Regions from separate parts of the Mus musculus genome. Here regions 1, 2, 3, 4, 6 and 7 are each linked to region 5. A link is a contact called in public Hi-C and HiChIP or PLAC-seq data. All regions are on one chromosome and are shown on one strand. Each heading gives the region's core, a stretch centred on a gene start, on an enhancer-like site or on the middle of the called end of the contact. The rest is flanking DNA. Distances are from core to core; before and after follow the strand shown.

Region 1 (2,700 bases), core at 163-2,662, 960 kb before region 5:
TTAGTACCAAGCGGATATCCGCTTTGGGAATGACCTGGTGGAAAGGTGTCACAGCACGTTTTGAAGCGGCCTGTGAGTCTTACACCGTCTCAAGACGTGTGTGTGTGTGTGTGTGTGTGTGTGCGCGCGCGCGCGTGCGTGTGGTGGGGGTGGGGGTAGATACGCGCCTTGTCTGTGCTAGGCAAGCGTTCCATTGCTGAGCTACATCCCAGAGTCTTCTTGACTCCCTAGTTTCCCCATAAAGCCTCTGGACGGGTCTGTGGTCGGGATCCGGATCCTCCGTCAGTACGTTCCCTGTCTGCTTGCTCCCCGGCGGGCACTTGTCGGCGTTGCAGCTCTCGGGCTTCGCAGGACCCTGGGAGGAGACAATCGCTTCAGAGCAGTCTCCAAGTAGCGAGTCTAAGCCACAGAGCACTCTGGAGGACGCAGGGTGCTCAGTTGCCAAGTGCGAACCGAGTTGAACTATAAAGATCTACCACCATGACTGAATTTAGAGTGAAATGACGGTGCCTGCCAGGGTCCAAAGTCACATGGCAATCAATGAGTGTTTTATTAGTGAGAAGTGCTCAGATTTGAAGGTTCTTTTAAAAATAATAACCTCCAGCTTAGGATAGGGTAGAGGTGAAGTAAACGTTCTAATGGGTTATAGCTGCTGCAAATTGTTGTCTTGCTCTAGACTTCCGGAGCTTGCAAACAACAGACGCGCGAAAGACCGTTCGGGTACTCGAGTAGTTGTATCCCTTAAAGTCACCTCTTCTATTGAAGCCCCCCCCCCCCCCCAAAAGTACAGGAGCGCATGCGCTCTCTCGGGACCGGTTCCTAGATTGCGCCACAGAGAGCCTACGGGCTCTCCTTTTTCACCAATCAGAAGCTATCAGTCGTCCTATACCATCTGGCAATAGGGCATTCTTTCCACTCTTCATTGACCAATCGAGTGTTGACGTACGAGACGGGCACCTGGGGGAACAATTGTAGGAACACAGAAGGGAAGGCCTTTCTTGTATCCCAGCGGAGTGGCGCGGGAAGATGGTCGTTGTGACTGGGAAACGCAAGGATTTCAGAGTGACCGATTAGCTAGGAAACCAATGAGAGCGGGAAGGAGGCGGAGCTTCGGAGGCCCACTTCCATTTACTGTTTGTGGGAAGGCGGAGCGATCCCAAAAATCTGGCCTATTAAATCAGAGTTTATTTTAAGGAGGTGGGGCCTGGCGGAATGACTGGCAAGAAGCGTTCACCTATAAGGAGTGCGATTGGCGAACAGAGGCGGTCTTTCCAATAGAACGGCATGCGTCCTATCCAATAGAAATGAACCGTGAGGAAACTTCCCCTCCCCCCAAGATAGGGCCAGTGGCTCCCCCTATCGGGTGGGGGCGGCGAGTGACGGGCGTGTCCCTCCCCCAATGAGAGGCGGGGGGAGGCGGGTTCTGCGCCGCCATGTCGCGGAGGCTGCTGCCCCGGGCGGAGAAGCGGCGTCGGCGGCTCGAGCAGAGGCAGCAGCCGGACGAGCAGCTGAGGCGGGCGGGAGCGATGGTGAAGATGGCGGCTGCGGGCGGCGGAGGTGGCGGTGGTCGCTATTACGGCGGCGGCAACGAGGGAGGCCGAGCCCCTAAACGGCTGAAGACTGAAAACGCCGGCGACCAGCACGGAGGCGGCGGCGGCGGAGGCTCCGGGGCGGCGGGCGGCGGCGGCGGGGTGAGGCTGGGGCTTTAGACTCCCGGAAGGAAGGGGAAATTTCGTACTTTAAAAAGCTATTTATTTTTCACAGGGGGGAAAAATCTCTGCGCAGGCGCTGCAGCCCTCGCGCTTTTTTGGTGGGTGGGGGAGGGGCAGGCGTTGGGCAAACGGCGGGGTTTGCGCGAGGACAGGCGCTTGCGCGTGCGCACAATCCGAAGCGGGGCTTGAGGGGGCGGAGGAAGCGGCTGGCTCTGCAGGCACCGCACTGCGCAGGCGCCGCGGGCCGGCATGTGGGGGGCCTAGGCACGCGGTCGGGCCGTTTTTTTTTTTTCTCCTCACTTCTTTATCTTTTTTTTTTTCCTCTTCTTTCCGTGTCCCTATGCGCAAGCGCGTTTCTACAACCACAGCCAGCGAGCGGGAAGCGGGTGGGCGGTGGCCTGACCGAGTCGCCCCGTCGCAGTTTTAATCATGGTCGTTTCCATATAGAAGTTCACTTGATGAAATTATAAAATTATAATGCCCAGATTAAACTGTTTAACTTCTTTTACTGTGTGCATTGAAAAACGGAAGACGATTTGTGAAAGGCAGATTTAACTTTGGGAATTGAGCCAAGCTTAGAAATTATCACTCGATTTGCTTAGGGCTCCAGGATTGGGGCATTTATAAACTAAACTGTATTATGGTCCTGTGGCTATGCATAGAGTCTTTCAGCCTATTTAGTCTTCTGAAGGTCACAATTATGGTGTCTGGGTTAGGATGCAGTTTGCATTCCTTTTAAAAGTTTATTATTAAAGTCCTTCCGGTGGGCACGGAGTCACAGGCCTTTAATCTCTTTGGTTTGAGGCCAGCCTCTTATGCATAGTTAATTCCAGGACAGACAAGGCTGTGAGACTTATCAAAAAGCCAAACAAACAGTGCCCTCTTGATGAGGCTGCTGCTCATGCATTTATCAGCTTCTCCCTGTTGTTACAGTGTTAGGTTTCTCAAGGATTTGGAAGACATTTTAGTTGAGTCTGGTAAGTTAACT
Region 2 (2,700 bases), core at 4-2,503, 540 kb after region 5:
CTCTGTACCCTGAGAAACCCCCAGTGCCTTGTATGAAGCCCACCCCACATGGCCCACAGTCCCTGTGCTGGCCAAGGCTCCCAGAAAATTCTCTATTTTTTAAAGTGATAACTTCCCCCCTTTGGGGGGAAATCCCCAAATTTGGAGGCCCCATTCTAGAACTCTGGGGAGTTCAAATTCCAGAGAGAATATATATTATATATGTCCCCAAATTTCCCATCCCTCCAAGCCCCACGATCTCTAGAAGACCCCAAATTTCTAATTCCCAGGACTTCCCTACCCAAGTAACAGAATCTTCAAATCCCCAGGGAATCCCAAACTTAAGACCCCAATCCCAAGCCCTCAGGAAACCCCAACTACAAGGTCCTAAGGACTGGGAGGAAGGACCCTGTTGCCAGGCTCTCAGGGCATCTCAAACCTGACTCCCAGGCACCAGGAGACCCCAAACAGGAAGTCCCATCTTTGGAACAAGGATAGAGGACTCTAATACTCTTAGTCCATGGATCATCTAATCTCTCAACCTCCAAATTCCATGGGCCCCAGCTTCAAGGGAACCCCCAAGTCCCAAATCTCTGATTACTAATATGTGCAGGGCCCCAGGGCTCTAACAGGACCCCAAGTCATGGAGTCCCTACTTCAATCTACCTTCCGGTCACAGGTCCAAGACACTAAATCTGAGTCATTGGCCCCAAAGGACTTCACAGCTCCTGGGCCAGACCAACAGCCTGCGGGAGAACCTGAGGGCCCCATAGGTCCAGAGCAGACCTGGGGCCCTGACCACCAAGGACAGCTCACGACTGCCCCTTCACTGCATGTCCCTAAAATCAGCATGACTCCTGTCCTCTTCAATAAAGACGTTTCTATGGCCTTCTTGTGTCAGGTCACTGGGGGGTTACTGCATTGACCCTGTGCCCTTGCTGGGTAAGAATGGCAGAAGGTTTGTTTGTTTGTTTAATGTCCTGTCCCTGTGTCAGTGACATAGGACTTACAACTTGACCTGCAGAAGGCTAAGCCCTTCACGCTCCTTTCCTGCAGTCGCCCTCGCTGTGGGTCTCAACTGAGTCCACAAGGACACGCAGGTCTGTTAGGTTCTGGAGTACTGATTGGTAGGAACCAGGCGAAGTCCCGCCTGAGTTTAGGACACAACCTATGCCTGAGCGAGGATGGCGGATGCTGAGTGAGAGCGTGGATAGGCTGGAGGGCGGGCCCTTAGGTTCTCTGAGTATGCCCAGTGGTCTAAACCTTCCTGCGTCAGTAATGCTTGGCGGAAGTGGCAGGGGGGGCGTGCGAGGATGCGCGCGTTGAGTCTGGATATCCGAGAAGACGCTGTAGACGGTCAGATTTATTTTGGGGAGAGAGGGGAGTCTTGGGGACGGGGGGAGCGGTAGGAGTGAGTGTCCAAAGGACTGAATGTGGAGGTCTAAGGCGACTCAGGGTGAGAGCTCTAGGGGGCTCAGTGTGGAATCCTGACACTCAGGGTCTGAGAGGTTCTACAGGGGAAGAAACTTTGGCAATCTGGCTCAGATCTGAGGGTGCTGAAGTGGGTTCTGAGTGGGGAGATAAGAGGAAGCTGGGAGTGGACAAGTCTGAGAAAGCTCAGAATGGGAGATGTGAAGGAGCCGAGGTGAGAGGAGGGAGGGTCTTTAGGCTCGGAGGGACCTGTGCTTACGATTGCATTCGAGAGAGGCTTCATGTGTGGGCGCGTTCTCTGTGATGCTTGGGAAGAAGATTCACGTATACTTTGGTGGGCAACGGTGGACAGAGCGATGGAGGATTTTACTGACTGCTGATATCCGGGCTGGGAAATGGGGGTCGCGGGACGGGGAGTGATCTTCGGGTGGCTTTGAGAAACTGAAGACTCCAGCGTTGAAGATTGGAGTTTATAGGAAGTCTGAGGGTAGGGTCTGGCCCCTAATGGGCTGGAAGGAAGGCTGGTCACAGCTTGAAGATAGGAGGCTTAGTGACTTCCTCCTCCCCACAGGACGGCGCACAAGGAGTTGGTATCCATGGAGGAGCAGGACGCCAGGGTCCCAGCACTGGAACCTTTCAGGGTGGAACAGGTTGAAAAGGCTGGGGTGTAGAGGAATGTGGGAACGATGGGTGTGAGGTGGGTGGAGTGACAGACTCATTCCTGGGTCTCTTGGTTGGACTGCCCCAGCTCTCCTCAGAGTATAGCCGGCTGCCCCACTTCCAATATGCAGTTTCATAGGCCATCCCAAGTCTCTCTCCAAAGGGAAAGGTTGCCCAGTCACGATAGGATCCCTGTGTTGGGCAAAGCTGTTCTTAACCTTGCTAGCGCTGGGACCCTTTAATATAGTTCCTCATGTTGTGGTGATTCTCCCCTCCACTATAAAATTATCTTTGTTGCTACTTCATAACTATTTTATGAATCATAATGTAAAGGTCTGTACTTCGTGATGGTCAGCAGGGGGTCGCGACCCACAGGTTGAGAACCACTGTCCCAACGGTAGTTCTTAATTTTATAGGCGCCACCTCTAATCTACTATGTCCCTGACTTCATCTCCAAGGAAGAAGAGGAATATTTGCTTCGACAGGTACCTCTTTCTCTCTCTCGCTCATTTTTAGCGTGTGTGTTTGTGTATGTGTGTTTGTTTCTGTGGTCACATGACATAAACATAAACGTTTATTGGGGGAGGGGTCATCCGTCCTTCTTGGCTGCTGCTTTCCTCATGGCTGCCA
Region 3 (2,700 bases), core at 53-2,552, 610 kb before region 5:
CGGTTGTCCTCCATGGCTGGCTTGAGGCTTGGGTTCCTGCCTCAGTTTCCTTCAACGGTGGGCTGTAACTTGTGAAGGGAAACAAACGGTTTCCTCCCCTAAGCTGGCTTTGGTCAGTGTTTTATCACAGCAAAAAGCAAATTAGAACGAATGGCCACTGTCGATGGGTCATCCTTTTTAGAGCTGGTTTTGAAAACAGGCTCCTTTCCACAAGTAAGGTACCTCAGGAGGAGACTCTCTCTACCTTGTCATGAAACTCCCGAAGTAGCTGGCTAGCCAGGGTTCCACGCAGGGGTCTGGGGAGCCCCAGGGCTTGAAGAGTTAGCGTCAGTTCCTGAACAACGCCATTCGCCTTCTTTGTCCCTTCTCCAAAGGATGGCACAGGGCTAGAATCCCGCTGGAGCCTTAGATGCAAGAGGCGGGCAGCCTGGAGCTCAGAGCAAAGAAACCCTAAAAAGAGGAGTAGATCCCTACCCAACCAGAACCTTGGCCCTTCCCCCAGAGTAAGCCTCACCCACCGACAATGGGGGATGTGGGTCCACTTCAGAACCACCCAACTGGCGTTTAACTCAACGCATTAAAGTTTTCAGAGGCCTCTGTCAGAATTCAAGCCAAGCCTTAATTAACCCTAGCCTATCTACCTGCGGCCTTCAAGCTCGCCGCAAAGCTTTGGCCACACCCACGGGAGTCCAGTCTGAGCGTCAGAGCCCGCCCCATTCAGAGGCCCCGCCCACCGCCACCACCCTGGGCCTTCCAAGCTCGCTCACGCAGCAGACGCAGGCCGCCGCCGGGCTCCCGCAGCACGGTGGCGCAGTCTCCGCCGCAGAGCGCGCGATCCGGGCAGTGCAACGCCCGCAGCCAGCCGGCCAACTGCCGCAGGAACTCTTCCTCTGTGTCCGGGCCTGCGGGAGGAAGAAGCCATCAGGAAGCAGCGGGTTCCGCGGCTCTACCCGCCGTCCACCCAGCTTCTCACGCACCGTGGCCGGCGCCCAGCACTGCGGTGCCCTCCTCTCGCCGCTCCAGAGCTCCCAGAGCCGTCAGCTCGGCCGCCAGCCGCGCGCACAGCGCCCTGAAGTCTGCACACGCGGGACCCCGAGACGCCCCCTCCGGGAGGGCATCGTACCTGCGGCGGGGCACGCGTCAGTGCGAGTCCCTCTGCGTCCGCGTCCCCAGGCGAGTGCGCCCTTCCCGTACCCCCAGGCCACACCACCGAATCTTTTACCCCAGTGTCAGAAGGTCACCCGCTACCATGGCCCCATCCATGGCAACTCCGTCTGCGGACCCGGTGCGCGCGCCCCCTTCCGCCAGGGAAAGGCTCCGCCCCCTCTTCCCTCCGCCTCCTCTCTCCCGCTGCTATCCAACCATATTCTCGTGCGAAGGCGCTTCCACGCTCCTATTGGCTTGGTCGCGCGCCACGCGCACCCTTCAGGTAACTTGTCCAGTGTAAATTTTATAGCTTGAGGTTTGGATCTACGAGGTCGCAGGAGGCTCGGGTGTCCCTACTGTCCGACTCTCAAGAAAAAAAAAAAAAAAAAAAAGCAAAAAGCAACTTATTTAACTTTTATACTTTTGGAGGCAGGGTCTCGATTTATACATTTATGTAGCTCAGGCTGGCTTCTTAGTCCTGCTTCCTCCTTCTGTTTGCTGGTTGACAGGCGTGTGACACGCCCAGCTGCCCTTTGTTCTTAGTGCACCCCAGACCGAAAGTCCCATCCGACTTGTTTTTCTTCCACTTTAGGATTAGATTTTCAGCACGTCTTCACATCCACTCTCCCACCTCAGCCAGACCCTCCTTCCACCTCACAGTGGGTCCAGTGTTAGCCAGACTCTCTGCCTCTGTAGGCCTTCGAAAGAAAAAGCAGATGCCATTGAGAAACTCCATCCTAAGGGGGAGGCAAGCCGATGGGACTGGGGTTGACTCCATTTGCCAGCTAATGTTTCTGCCAAACTGGTTTTTTCCATCTATGCGATTGGGATCCAAGGGCAATAAAGTATATGTTTTATGTGCCTGAATGTCGTGTGTGTGTATGTGTGTGTGTGTGTGTGTGTGTGTGTGTGTGCGTGTGCATGTGTGTGCGCGTACCTTGTGCCCACAGAAGTCAGAAGGCTTACAATCTCCTGCAACTGGACTTCCAGGACTTCCAGGTGGTCGTGAAGTCTTGTGTGGGTGCTGGGAACCAAACCCAAGTCTTCTGCTAGAACAAGTGCTCCTAACCACTGAGCCATCTCTCCAGCCATTAATATATTAAATGGAATCTGGCCTCACTAAGACCCTCCTATCTTAGCCCCCCAAGATCTGGGACTATAGGTTTGTGTCACACCCAATGTTTCAAGCACTCATTTTTTTTTTTTTTTAAGATTTATTTATTGTTATATGTAAGTACACTGTAGCTGTCTTCAGACGTACCAGAAGAGGGCATCAGATCTCATTACGGATGGTTGTGAGCCACCATGTGGTTGCTGGGATTTGAACTGAGGACCTTCAGAAGAGCAGTTGGTGCTCTTACCCACTGAGCCATCTCGACAGCCCCCTCAAGCACTCATTCTTAAAAGTGTGAGGATTATGGTCCATATGTTAAGGTGCATCCTTAGTTAATAACAAGTAAAGCCGGGCGTAGTGGCGCACGAATTTGATCCCAGCACTCAGGAGGCAGAGGCAGGCGGATTTCTGAGTTCGAGGCCAGCCTGATGTACAGAGTG
Region 4 (2,700 bases), core at 136-2,635, 960 kb after region 5:
TTTTTGGGAGAAGTATGGCTAACAACATAAAGGTAGGCTAGGGCTAGACTGCATACCAGACTGATGTTGGAGTCAATGCTCATCTGGATATATTTCCAGTCAAATTCAATGCCTCGGGCTCCCACCCAGAGGGGGATGCATCTGAGGAAGGCAAAAGGAGGCAGTCTCTAGTACCCAGACTCCCCCACCCCCAGCACCCAGCCTCTGATCACCTCCCCTCAGCACCCCTGTGGGACCCAGCTGTCCATTCCCGGAAGTCTGGGCTCCAGTTTGCTCCACACACCGGGACATAATGAGTTCAGCAGTGGCCCAGCCCAGGGCAGCAACCATAATCTTGTACTCCCCCTTGCCTGCATTCCGAGACATGACAAGGTTTAGGCCTATCAGGTCTGCCACATCCACACTGGCCTTCATGAATTCCTGTGGGTCAGGTAGAGGCTCGAGTAAACACGGGGACCAGGTGAACCGACTCCTGCACTCTTCCTTGCCCTTCCCTTGTTCAACTTACCCCAATGAAGTCATAGATGCCACCTTCCCAGGTGGGGAAGAAAGTGGCCAAGAACAACATCTGAGATCAGAAAGTAGAAAGGTCACTGGAAGGTGAGGGAGATTAAAAACCGAAACAAACAAACAAAAAACTATGTGGATACTGTGGAAAGTAAGTGTGCAAGTAGAGGATATGACGCTGGGTTCTAGGGGTCATTCTAGGTGTAAGTGGCAAGATCACGTGATCTTGGGAGATAGAGGGCAAGTGGCCTGGTTTCTAAAAGTCTAGAAGTTCACGGGGGAATCTGATGTCTAAAAATGCCTAGGCAGCACCCTGCGACACCCTGTGGGTGAAATATCGCACTAAGAGGTTTTCTCATTTTACAACAGTTGTAAGAAAAAGTTGCATCAGGGCCTTTCTGGCCTTGCATCCCTTCTAAGGTATTCGGGCATAGTCCCTAAGCGTTGTCTCGAGGGTGGTCCTATGGAAGGTGACAGCTGCAGAGTCAGGCCCCTGAGATCTGGAATGCCTGGAGGCCAGACACGTGGAGTCCGGGAGTCCCTCACCTTGCATAGCTGCACAAAGAGGTAGGTGACCCCGGCCTGGACGCATTTCCAGAAGGCGTTGTATTCAGACCTGAAGAAGCCGGCGGTGAGGGGTCGGCCCGGGTCCCGCACCCTCTCCACCCCGCGCCCGCCCTGCACTCACAGGCCGCTGCATTTGTACGTGATGAAATAGGGAAAGTAGGCGAGGGCGAAGCAGTTCCCGAAGTGGAACAGGGTCATGACGCCAGCCGCCCGGTCCCGCAAATGCGGGACTCGCCAGGCGCAGCGTCTCCTCTAGTCGGCCTCGCCGGCACCGGGGCCTGGCGCCCACCTGCTTTGCCGTGGCCCGCGCGCGGCCTTATGGGAACTGTAGTCCGGCCTGGTACGTCGCGTGCAGTGACGTCAGAGCGCCCAGCTCCGGCTGTGTTGCAGGGACTTCCAGAGCCTTGCTTACACCGTTGAAGACCTTGTGTTCAGACAGCGCTTTCCCTCTCCCACTCGGCTCGGAGCCAAGCGCCACCTCTTCTCGCTCATCCGAGAACTTTGAACCCCGCCCTGAACGCAAGGTGATCGGCGCAGAGACAAGAGGGCAAAGCTGTGCGCATTCTCGTTTTTATTTCATTGTTGACCCGGTGGCGGCGCCTTTGAGTGGAAGCCGAAGTCAGGAACGCGAGGTGCGCAGGGGAGCAAGGAGGGGCCTTTTGTGTTACTTCTCTCGGCTAAACATGTAGCGGAGGAGGTCGACCACTCGGTTACTGTAGCCATATTCGTTGTCGTACCTGAGGAGGCGAGGAAGGAGGCGTCAGTGTGTGTGTGTGTGTGTGTATACGTGTACGCACTCGCGCGCTCGCCCTCTTGTCAGCCTCCCCCACTATCCTCTGGCATCTATCCCCTTTACCAGGCGTGTGTGTGTGTGTGTGTGTGTGTGTGTGTGTGTGTGTGTGTGTGTGTGTGTGTGTACGTGTACGCACTCGCGCGCTCGCCCTCTTGTCAGCCTCCCCCACTATCCTCTGGCATCTTTCCCCTTTACCAGGCGTGTGTGTGTGTGTGTGTGTGTGTGTGTGTGTGTGTGTGTGTGTGTGTACGTGTACGCACTCGCGCGCTCGCCCTCTTGTCAGCCTCCCCCACTATCCTCTGGCATCTTTCCCCTTTACCAGGCAACAAGCTTCACGAAGTTGTCATTGAGGGCAATTCCAGCCTTAGCATCAAAGATGGAAGAATGGGGATTGCCGTTAAAGTCCGTGGAGACCACCTGCGTGACAATTTCAAAGATAAATGTAGTCGAGCAAAGATCTCCAGGAACCCAGACTCTCAAACCACATTGTCAGTCACTCATCTGGTATACTGGACAGAGACCTTTTGTGTTGGTGACAGAATGTGATCAAGGCAGGTGGAACCTTTGTCTCAGGGACACAGCAGGGGAGCTCAGTGGATAAAAGTGCTTGTCACATAAGCGTGAGCTTTCTGTGTTTGGATCCGCAGAATCCATATAGAGGCTGGGCGGTTGATGGACACTTATAGGCCCAGCAGTCCAGCTCCAGACTGAGGCTCCTTGGAACAAGATGACTAGCTAGATTAGTTAGTTGTCAAGCTACCTTACATCTTGCCTCGGTAACAAGTGGAGTGCAATGGAGGAAGACATGTTTATCACCTGTACCTGGTGTACCG
Region 5 (2,700 bases), core at 176-2,675:
TCCTCCTGTCACCGCCCTTGGATTTAGGTTGAATTCATTTTGCCGAGCACTGAGAACCCTGCGGGGTGTTTGGGGACTGGGGCTGAACTGTAAATTGCTTGCACCCGTTGTTTTCTGGGAAATGTAGTTCAAACCGAGGAGTCCAAGCCGCAGTGCCTTGTGGGAAAAACAAGCCAGGGCACCAAATCCTCCTTCGTGTAACCCCTGCCACAACATCTGCTCTAAGCCGATTCACGGAGAATTCCTCTGGGAATTCTGTCTAGAAAGGGTCCCAGGAGGTCCCGGAAAGACCAGGAACCTAGAAATCCAAAAAGCGGAATCTGGGTTTCAGGCTGCCGGTAAACCTAGATCTTGTGAGCGAGATATTCTCTTCTCTCTCTCTCTCTCTCTCTCTCTCTCTCTCTCTCTCTCTCTCTCTCTCTCTCTCTCTCTCTCTCTCTCTCTCTTCCCCCCGGAGACAGTCTTCCTAATAAAACTCTGCTTCCACAACAACAAAATCAACCAACAATAACAAAATCCACCAAGACTTGAGGCACAGTGATGCATACTTTTAATCATAGCAAACAGAAGGCAGAGACATGGGCCAGAGTTTGAAGCCAGTATGATCGACATTGAATTCTCATTATATGAGTGAGAATATATATATATATATATATATATATACATATACATACATACATATGGAATTCCATAAAATTTGATCCAACATAAATGTTCATGATTGGCCCAACATAAGTGCTTGGAACAGAACAGACGATGCTCTTAAGAACTGAACCATCTCTCTGTTTATTTTCCTTTATGGACACAGGTCGTTAGGTAACCATGGCTTCAAACTTGTTATGTAACCGAGGCGGGCATTAAAACTCTTGATTCTCCTGCTTCTGCCTCCTGAGTGCTGGGATTACAAACATGCAATGCTCAACCCAGGCTAATGCAGCACATTTAAATTTGTGGCTATCGAGTGGTAAGTAGACTAAATATTCCAGTAAAGATAGGGCGATCTTTGCCCTATCCAGTCGTTCCCAGTCCTAACAGCCTTGTCTCATTCCTTCAGGGAGCTTGGAACACCACACTGGAGAAGCTCTTAAGAGCCCTCATATATCCGACTGTCAATAGCAGGATGAGTTCTTTACCGAGAACGCGGTCTGTGATGTCTTCTGGGAAATGTAGTCCTGAGCTGGATCACTTGCTCGGGTTCTTGCCTCGCTTCTGTAGCTGGAGTAAAGATCCACCCCCACCACAGAGCCGAAACTGCTTAAGTTTCAGAGACTTCAAGCCTTGGATCCTTGGGAAATTCCCCCTTTAGAAAACTAATCGTCCGTTCTCTAGTTTCAACAGATCTCTACTTCCTCTCTCGCACACTGAAACTCTCCTGCAGACTCTAGAAGTAGCACCGCCTTCTGGGAAATGTAGTCCACTATAAATGCTCAGCCACATGGCGGAAGTGGCTGGAAAGAGGTTGTTCCGGATCATCTCAGTGCCCTACCCGACCTAACCCGGTACTGTCCTGGTCGGTATTCGCTGGTCGTCCGAGTTCGAAGCCGTGAGATCGCAGTTTATACTTTTGAAGTGAGTCTGCCCTTGGTTTTAAGTGCTTTGTGTAAATACAGTCCTTAAGGCCTGTATTTGTTGGTCGCTGGCTGCAGGCCGGCTCTAGGGGACCCACCCGGTTTCCGGGATGGCGCTAGAGGCTTAAAGAGGGACTAAGGCGGCGGGAGTGTGACTGCATGGGCGAAAAGGTTTTTGGAGGATGTGGATTGTACAGGAGGGTGAGAGAGAGAGAGTGCGCGAAGTCAGCAGAACGTGGGTAGTAGGTGGTTACCAGATCCTCTAGTCTTGCAACGCAAAGTCGGGGGCGGGAGGTGCGGGACACCATTTATGTCAAGTTTATTTGAAAATTTGGGGGGAGGGGGGAGAAAGCTAAATAGTAGAGACGGTAAGGATTTCTGTGTTCAAGATAGATCAGTTTACCAATCAGCATGACTTTTAACTGTAGTTAGGAGTTAGATATGGTGACCCACATCTATAATTTCAGCACTCGAGCTGCGGAAGCTGGAAGTCAGTGACTTTGAGGACAGCCGTGGGAACATAGTGAGTTCCAGGCTACCGGGACCCACATAGTGAAATCCTGTCTCAGAAACGGATGAGTGTATAGAAATTGTATTTGAAAAAACGTAATTACTGTGGGTTCCTACTTTTGTGTCACACCCTCCGAGTAGCCATTTAGCCTTGTTTAGGGAACTCTTAGAAAATCTTAGCCTCTGTTGACTACCACTAGAGAAGTCAGAATTTGAAGTTCATGATTCTGGGTGATCCACTTCAGGTTCTAAAAAGACAACTTCCTCAGCTCTAGGCTTTTCTGTCAAGAAGCAGACATAGTGAGCACACGGAGTCTCCGTTGTACCCCATCTTCACCCTGTCCAGTTTATAGTTACAAAACTAGTCCTCGGTGTGGTGGGTTTAGAAGGTGGGGGCTTTTTGAAGGTAATTAAATGGGAGTAGTGCCCTGGCTCCCTGGAGCTACCTGCCTTCTCTAGGTGAGAGTGCAGTCCAGAGACTCCATCTGGGGACCGGGGAAATCGGTTTTCACTAGACACCTAATTTGTCAGTGCCACCACAACAGAGAAATAAGTTTGTTATTTATAAGCTAGTCTCTGGTATTTTGTTATAGCAGCTTAAGTGGGCTAATGGACTTTAATA
Region 6 (2,700 bases), core at 87-2,586, 560 kb before region 5:
TTTTTTTTTTTTTTTTGGTTTTTCCAGACAGGGTTTCTCTGTATAGCCCTGGCTGTCCTGGCACTCACTTTGTAGACCAGGCTGGCCTCGAACTCAGAAATCCGCCTGCCTCTGCCTCCCGAGTGCTGGGATTAAAGGCGTGCGCCACCACGCCCGGCCCAGACACAGGGTTCTTATTGGAGGATAATAGGAACGTTCCGGAGAAAGATAATGAGGTTAGTGTGATTGCTTAAGTGAGGTACTGTTTGAACACCCCAGGCTCCTATGTTTGAATGCTTGGTCCTTAGCTGTGGGTCTGACTGAATAGGATTACATATGGCCTTCATGGAGAAGATGTGTCACCAGGGGTGTTAGGCCTTGAGGTCTGCACCATTCCTAGTTCGCTTTCTCTGCCTCCTGCTTGTGGATGGAAGTACCTGCCATGGTGGTCCCACCGGGTTCCCTACTGTGCTGCTCATGGACTTTTGGTTTATAAGTTGCCTTGGTCACAGTTTTTCTGTCATGGAATGACAGAATGGAGCTGAAACGGTTGCCTGACTCTGTAGATACACTAAAATGTACTGATCTGTATACTTTAGAACGACACCTTTAGGGGCTGAGAACAGGGTGGTAGCAGGTAGCAGTGGTAGCATGTACAAAGCCTTGGATTCTGTCCCTAGGCCCCTAAACAAAATAAGAGCTACATCTCAATTTTAAAATGGGGCCCCGTGGGGGGGGGAGTGCTGTGCTCACTTTTTGTCCCTATTGTGTTCTTGTACCTAGTGGGAGACTGAATCTTTAATGCCTTCAGGGTTGGTGGAGACTACTATTAAACTGTATTGAAAAAACACTGCTGAAAATGGGAAACTGGAGACTTACAGAAATCAGCCTACTCATACTGTAAACTCTTACCTGTCCCGGACAGGAAAAGTTGATTTGCAAGTAGTAAGGAAAGCTCAAATAGTTCTGTAAAGAAAGGTGGAGGAAATACCTAGTCACTTGGTGTACTGACTCGAGATCTCTCTATTTACTGACCCCAAATCTCTTTGATACTCTTGATCTCACTTCCCTCACCTCTGACGGATCGATTGGCGAGTCTGTCAACTTTTGGAACACCTTGGCCACTGTATCGATGGGCTCATGATCTTGAAATCGATCCTTGGAGAGATGCAAGCCTACCTTCTCGAACTTGTTCAGGACAAGAAGCCAGGTGCAATGCTGTAAGGTATCTTCCGCCCACGACTTCAACGACAGCAATAGCACTAGCCGCAGTACCCAGAATGCCCAAAGGTTTGGTTTTCTCGGCCACACAGGGCTGACCGGGGACATGGCTGGCCGGGACACCATGTAGCTAGAACCTGGAGAACGTGGGGATTAACACCCACTTGCAAGTTGGCTAGCTGAGGCTGATCTCTAGGAAACCGCTCAGTTCCTGCCCCTTTTCCCACTCTTCTTCCTAGCTCCACCTTTGATCAGGCTTTGGGGCCCCTTACTCTCTGCCCGGGCCCTGCTCTTAGGCCTTGCCACGCCCTTACTCCCAGCTCCTCCCCTACTAATACTCCTCGCCCCGCCCCTGCTCCTACTCTCGGCCCCTCCCCTACTAATACTCCTCGCCCCGCCCCTGCTCCTACTCTCGGCCCCTCCCCTACTAACACTCCTTGCCCCGCCCCTGCTCTTTCTCCCGGCCCCTCCCCTACTAATACTCCTCGCCCCTCCCCTACTAATACTCCTCGCCCCTCCCCTACTAATACTCCTCGCCCCGCCCCTGCTCTTACTACTGTCCCTACCCCTGCGGCTCTTTTCACCCTGCTTCCTAGTTACTCTCTCTCTCTTTGCCCTGGCTTTGCTCTTTTCTGTTCCCGTTCTTGGAACTCCTAACCTACTCTTCGCCAAGTCCCTCTTTTTTTTTCTTGCCTTGCCAGAGCACTTCCTGTTTTCCTTACCACTGTGCCCCTCAGGGGACTTGGCTCCGCCCTCAAAAGGTTCCCCGCCCACACACTGCTCTTCGCCACGCCCCTTTCTTTTCGCTCCTGCCCTGCTCAGGAACCGGCTTAGAGTCTTCTTGTCCTTTCGTGAATCCTCGCCCACACCTCCGAACTCGCTAGGCTCTTTGCCTTGGCTCAAGGTCTGAGTCGTTCTGGAAATCAGATCCTGGCTCTGCTTTCTCTTCTGGCCACGCCCCTGGTCCTGGCTCCGGTCTGGAGTGTCGCGGTAGAGCGGATCTTCACTCTGCCTTCTCTCTTGGCCACGACCCTGGTCCTGGTTCAGGCTCCAAGTGTTGCAGTAGTTCAAATGCTCACTCTGTCTTCTCTCTTGGCCACGCCCCCGGTCCTGGTTCAGGCCCTGAGTGTTGCAGTAGTTCAAATCCTCACTCTGTCTCCTCTCTTGGCCACGCCCCTGGTCCTGGCTCAGACCCCGAGTGTCGCGGTGGTTCGGATCCTCGCTTCGTCTCCTCTCTTGACCACGCCCCTGGCCCTGACTCAGGTCCCGAGTGTTGCAGTAGTTCAAATCCTCGGTCTGTTTCTTCTCTTGGCCATGTCCCTGGTCCTGGTTCAGGCCCCACGTGTTGCAGTAGTTCGAATCCTTGCTCAGTCTCCTCTCTTGGCTACGCCCCTGGTCCTGATTCAGGCACCGAGTGTTGCAGTAGTTCAAATCCTCGCTCAGTCTCCTCTCTTGGCCACGCCCCTGGTACTGGTTCAGGCCCCAAGTGTTGCAGTAGTT
Region 7 (2,700 bases), core at 120-2,619, 820 kb after region 5:
GAAACAGCAGTCAGTACCAAAGCCCTGGTTCCATCTGGGCTTCAGGTGTTGCAGATATGATAGTTATCGTCCACCTTAACATACTCCTCCTCATTTACCAAAGAACTTAAAAGACTGAGGCAAGGTCAGAAGGAATAAAGGTACAAGGCGTTCTTGAACCAGACCATTCCAGCACAGCCATCAGTAATTCACTAGCCCAGAAGAAAACACTAGAGGGTCTCCTCGAGTTAAGCAATAGGCATTACAATGAGGGCTAATTCCAACTTAAAACAAAGTAGGTCCTCCATTTACACCCTTGCAGGGCATTCTTAAAAATGGGGAGTGTTTGGGGGAGATGAGAGGTGGAGCAGATGGTTTATCATATTAGAATCCACTCTGAGCCCTCAGAGGACAGCTAGCTCTCCTAAGCAATAGAATCCACACCCTCCTGCCTTCTCCAAAAGGCTGAGAGGGATAAACCATGACTGCACTCACTCCAGATTCAAGACTCAGCATTCATTCTATCCCTCTTCAACCCGCGCCTAAGAAGCCTCCACCACTCTACCTTAGAACCAGAGAGCAACTGGGGCCCTGGTGGAACCAGGGCAGGGATATGTCGCGGATTTTAAGGGCCAAGGAGGCAGCCTGCAAGTAAGAGCCCAGGAGGCTCTCTAGCCTTGGTCAATTAAGGCCACGCTGCTGCTGTCAACCACCGCTGGTCCGGCATGCAATCCCTATGGCCTCTTCACCCACTCCTGTCCTGCTCTGCCATTGCTACCGCGAAAGATCAGCTCAGGACACCAATTGGGCTCCAGGCGTCTAGCTGCAGTCAGGGTTTCTCTGATCACTTTCAAAGGCCCTAGCTACCCAAACGCTCCACGCAGCCTGCTTCCTTCGTGCTTCTTTCCAGGAGCCCCGAGAATCCCACTTGTCCACAACACCCTTCGGAGCTATCCGGAGCCCTGCAAGCCCCTGGCCTCCGCCCTACCCGGCGCTAGAGACACCTCCGACCGCCTCACCTCCTCCTCGGATTCCCCGTCACTGCTCTCTTCCTCCGGCATGCAGCCTCGGTTCGGGCCCCAGCCCCGTCCCCGGCCGCGGCCTCGGCCTCGCTGAACTCGCGCACCAGCCCACAGGCGGCGGAGCCGGCGCAGGCCCCGGCGAAGACCCAGCAAACGGAGCAGGGCCGTGTCCTCCCCGGGCTCGGCTCCTCCCGGCCCCGCCGCGCCGCCACCGCGCCGCAGGGCTACCCGCACTCTTTCGGCTCCGTTGCCTCGGCCGCCGCGGCCCCCGCCCCCGCCGGAACCCCGCGGCCGGCCCGGGAAGCGGCCCCGTGCGGAGCCAGGCCCGGGGCAACTGCCGCCGCCCGCCGCCGCCGCCATCTTGGCACCGTGAGAGGGGCCGGGGAGGCGGGGGGAGGGGCAGCCCGTGCGCAGGGCCGGGGGGGAGGGGAGAGGAGGGGAGGAGGGGCAAAGCGGGGCGGCTGCGGCTCACGACAACAACCAGCGCCGCTGTGGGGCGGGCAGGAGCCGGGGGCTGGGCTGGCCACGCGCGGGGCACCACGGGAGCAGGAGTCCTGGGCCGGTCGGCCGTCACCCTCCAGCCGCACCTGAAGAGCGGACCCCGCGTCGCGGCCTGAGAGCGGGAGGCGCAAGGTCTTCTGGGGAATGTAGTCCAGTCGCCTTGCTCCTTCCGCCGACAGCTGGGGCGCGAGAACTGGGAATACCGGGTTGGCGACAGAGACCAGGAGAACCAGTTCCTGGTCTCCAGGAGGTGTGGTTCCCGGCTCAGACTCCTCCCATTGTTCTAGTCGGAACTAGCGACCTGCATGGACTACCATTCCCAGGGTCCTTCCCAGGGTACCGTTGGCTTCGGACCCTGGGAACCCGACGGACACACAGTAGACGAAGTTAGCTATTGCGCTAGGCGTTGGCTGAGGGGAGGGCGGCGGCGCTGGATTAGTCTCACTTCCAGGCGCAACCCGGTAGCCGCATTGCCCGGCGCGGAGGGGAGATGCTGGAGAGGCTAGTCTTCCGTCCCTTACTCGGAGGAGAGCAGACCGGTGGTCGAAATCCGGACCTCAGTCTGCGCTCCTCTCCAGCCCTAGACTACGCGCGCGGTAGATTGCTGTGGGAGGAACCAGAGTCTTGGGGCGCCTCAAAGCCACCTTTCCTCTCCCGCAGGGTCTGGAGCGCCTTTGCCGCGTGCTGCCCTCGGGAATTATACGAAGCCCCCCGGAAGGAGAAGTGTGACCCTCTGTTTATTGAATGGTGAATGGCCAGCAGGGGCCGCTACAGGGCAAGGGTGGAAACCCCCTAGCACAGAGGAAAAGTCTGGACTCGTCCTGACTGGAGCACAGGAAACTTTATTATAGTGATGAAATTGACAGTCCCCAGTTAATCTTCACCGAGTTAATTGTCCTTTAACTCGGGCTCGCCAGGCCGAGGCTTCTGCAACTCGCTTGTCCCGGAAGGGTTCGTAGCTCCTGTCTCGCAGTTCTTCTGTGGTTAAATTTGCCAGGCCGCCCTAGCTGAGCCCTTCTGCCTTTCATTCTTTGGACTCTTTGTCAAGCCAGAGAAGCTACCAACACCCGGTCAGGTGGCAGCAGAGGAGGTAGGACTACCGGGAGAGCTGGAGGCCCGGGTCGGCCTCGAGGAAGAGTAGAGGAAGGTGGAGCGTATGGTCCATCCAGGCGGCAGCCGGCTGGGCGAGTGGCCACGC

What was found. A called contact is a pair of places that touch in the nucleus more often than the background predicts. HiChIP or PLAC-seq counts read pairs in DNA pulled down with a chosen protein or histone mark.
Region 1: a FOXA1 HiChIP or PLAC-seq map of pancreatic cancer cells shows a contact between it and region 5. The contact joins the promoter of Hnrnpl here to the promoter of Zfp84 in region 5. A contact is called at or near these places in 2 of 39 promoter capture datasets (cranial neural crest and liver) and 2 of 115 datasets of contacts at active chromatin or transcription factors (bone marrow-derived macrophages and pancreatic cancer cells).
Region 2: a Hi-C map of muscle stem cells shows a contact between it and region 5, with 3 times the contacts expected there. The contact joins the promoter of Alkbh6 here to the promoter of Zfp84 in region 5. A contact is called at or near these places in 2 of 39 promoter capture datasets (liver and pre-B cells) and 1 of 484 Hi-C or Micro-C datasets (muscle stem cells).
Region 3: an HNF4G HiChIP or PLAC-seq map of pancreatic cancer cells shows a contact between it and region 5. The contact joins the promoter of Fam98c here to the promoter of Zfp84 in region 5. A contact is called at or near these places in 1 of 39 promoter capture datasets (erythroid cells), 1 of 484 Hi-C or Micro-C datasets (forebrain) and 1 of 115 datasets of contacts at active chromatin or transcription factors (pancreatic cancer cells).
Region 4: a contact with region 5 is called in a Hi-C map of CD8 T cells, with 6 times the contacts expected there. The contact joins the promoter of Tmem147 here to the promoter of Zfp84 in region 5. A contact is called at or near these places in 1 of 39 promoter capture datasets (cranial neural crest), 3 of 484 Hi-C or Micro-C datasets (CD4 T cells, CD8 T cells and regulatory T cells), 1 of 115 datasets of contacts at active chromatin or transcription factors (microglia) and 1 of 9 other capture datasets (liver).
Region 6: a contact with region 5 is called in an H3K4me3 HiChIP or PLAC-seq map of embryonic stem cells, with 3 times the contacts expected there. The contact joins the promoter of Catsperg1 here to the promoter of Zfp84 in region 5. A contact is called at or near these places in 3 of 115 datasets of contacts at active chromatin or transcription factors (embryonic stem cells, large pre-B cells and stem cell-derived neural progenitor cells).
Region 7: a Hi-C map of uterus shows a contact between it and region 5, with 3 times the contacts expected there. The contact joins the promoter of Kmt2b here to the promoter of Zfp84 in region 5. A contact is called at or near these places in 1 of 39 promoter capture datasets (neutrophils) and 1 of 484 Hi-C or Micro-C datasets (uterus).

Annotation. Positions count from the first base shown.
Region 1 is chr7:28,809,478-28,812,177 of GRCm38.p6, forward strand. Hnrnpl (heterogeneous nuclear ribonucleoprotein L) reads left to right here and starts at 1,413. Exons shown (of 13, transcript NM_177301.5): 1 at 1,413-1,691. The coding sequence starts at 1,434.
Region 2 is chr7:30,307,500-30,310,199 of GRCm38.p6, forward strand. It overlaps Alkbh6 (alkB homolog 6), which reads left to right and starts at 1,254. Exons shown (of 7, transcript NM_198027.3): 1 at 1,254-1,335; 2 at 1,982-2,060; 3 at 2,487-2,555. The coding sequence starts at 2,007. It overlaps Clip3 (CAP-GLY domain containing linker protein 3), which reads left to right. Exons shown (of 14, transcript NM_001360763.1): 14 at 1-868.
Region 3 is chr7:29,154,908-29,157,607 of GRCm38.p6, forward strand. It overlaps Fam98c (family with sequence similarity 98, member C), which reads right to left and starts at 1,303. Exons shown (of 8, transcript NM_001146023.1): 1 at 1,223-1,303; 2 at 978-1,123; 3 at 768-902; 4 at 245-450. The coding sequence starts at 1,263.
Region 4 is chr7:30,728,149-30,730,848 of GRCm38.p6, forward strand. Tmem147 (transmembrane protein 147) reads right to left here and starts at 1,386. Exons shown (of 7, transcript NM_027215.2): 1 at 1,196-1,386; 2 at 1,054-1,123; 3 at 509-568; 4 at 284-420; 5 at 57-141. The coding sequence starts at 1,272. Gapdhs (glyceraldehyde-3-phosphate dehydrogenase, spermatogenic) reads right to left here. Exons shown (of 11, transcript NM_008085.2): 10 at 2,187-2,284; 11 at 1,631-1,811. The coding sequence ends at 1,739.
Region 5 is chr7:29,767,127-29,769,826 of GRCm38.p6, forward strand. It overlaps Zfp84 (zinc finger protein 84), which reads left to right and starts at 1,426. Exons shown (of 5, transcript NM_023750.2): 1 at 1,426-1,569. It overlaps Gm38983 (a long non-coding RNA gene), which reads right to left and starts at 1,127. Exons shown (of 2, transcript XR_881933.3): 1 at 1-1,127.
Region 6 is chr7:29,209,589-29,212,288 of GRCm38.p6, forward strand. It overlaps Catsperg1 (cation channel sperm associated auxiliary subunit gamma 1), which reads right to left and starts at 1,337. Exons shown (of 28, transcript NM_001368407.1): 1 at 1,054-1,337; 2 at 892-945. The coding sequence starts at 1,326.
Region 7 is chr7:30,587,357-30,590,056 of GRCm38.p6, forward strand. Kmt2b (lysine (K)-specific methyltransferase 2B) reads right to left here and starts at 1,370. Exons shown (of 37, transcript NM_029274.2): 1 at 999-1,370. The coding sequence starts at 1,361. It overlaps Zbtb32 (zinc finger and BTB domain containing 32), which reads right to left. Exons shown (of 6, transcript NM_021397.2): 6 at 2,325-2,700. The coding sequence ends at 2,574. Gm32082 (a long non-coding RNA gene) reads left to right here and starts at 1,423. Exons shown (of 3, transcript XR_003946734.1): 1 at 1,423-1,963; 2 at 2,163-2,249. It overlaps Mir3569 (microRNA 3569), which reads left to right and starts at 2,024; the gene lies at 2,024-2,081.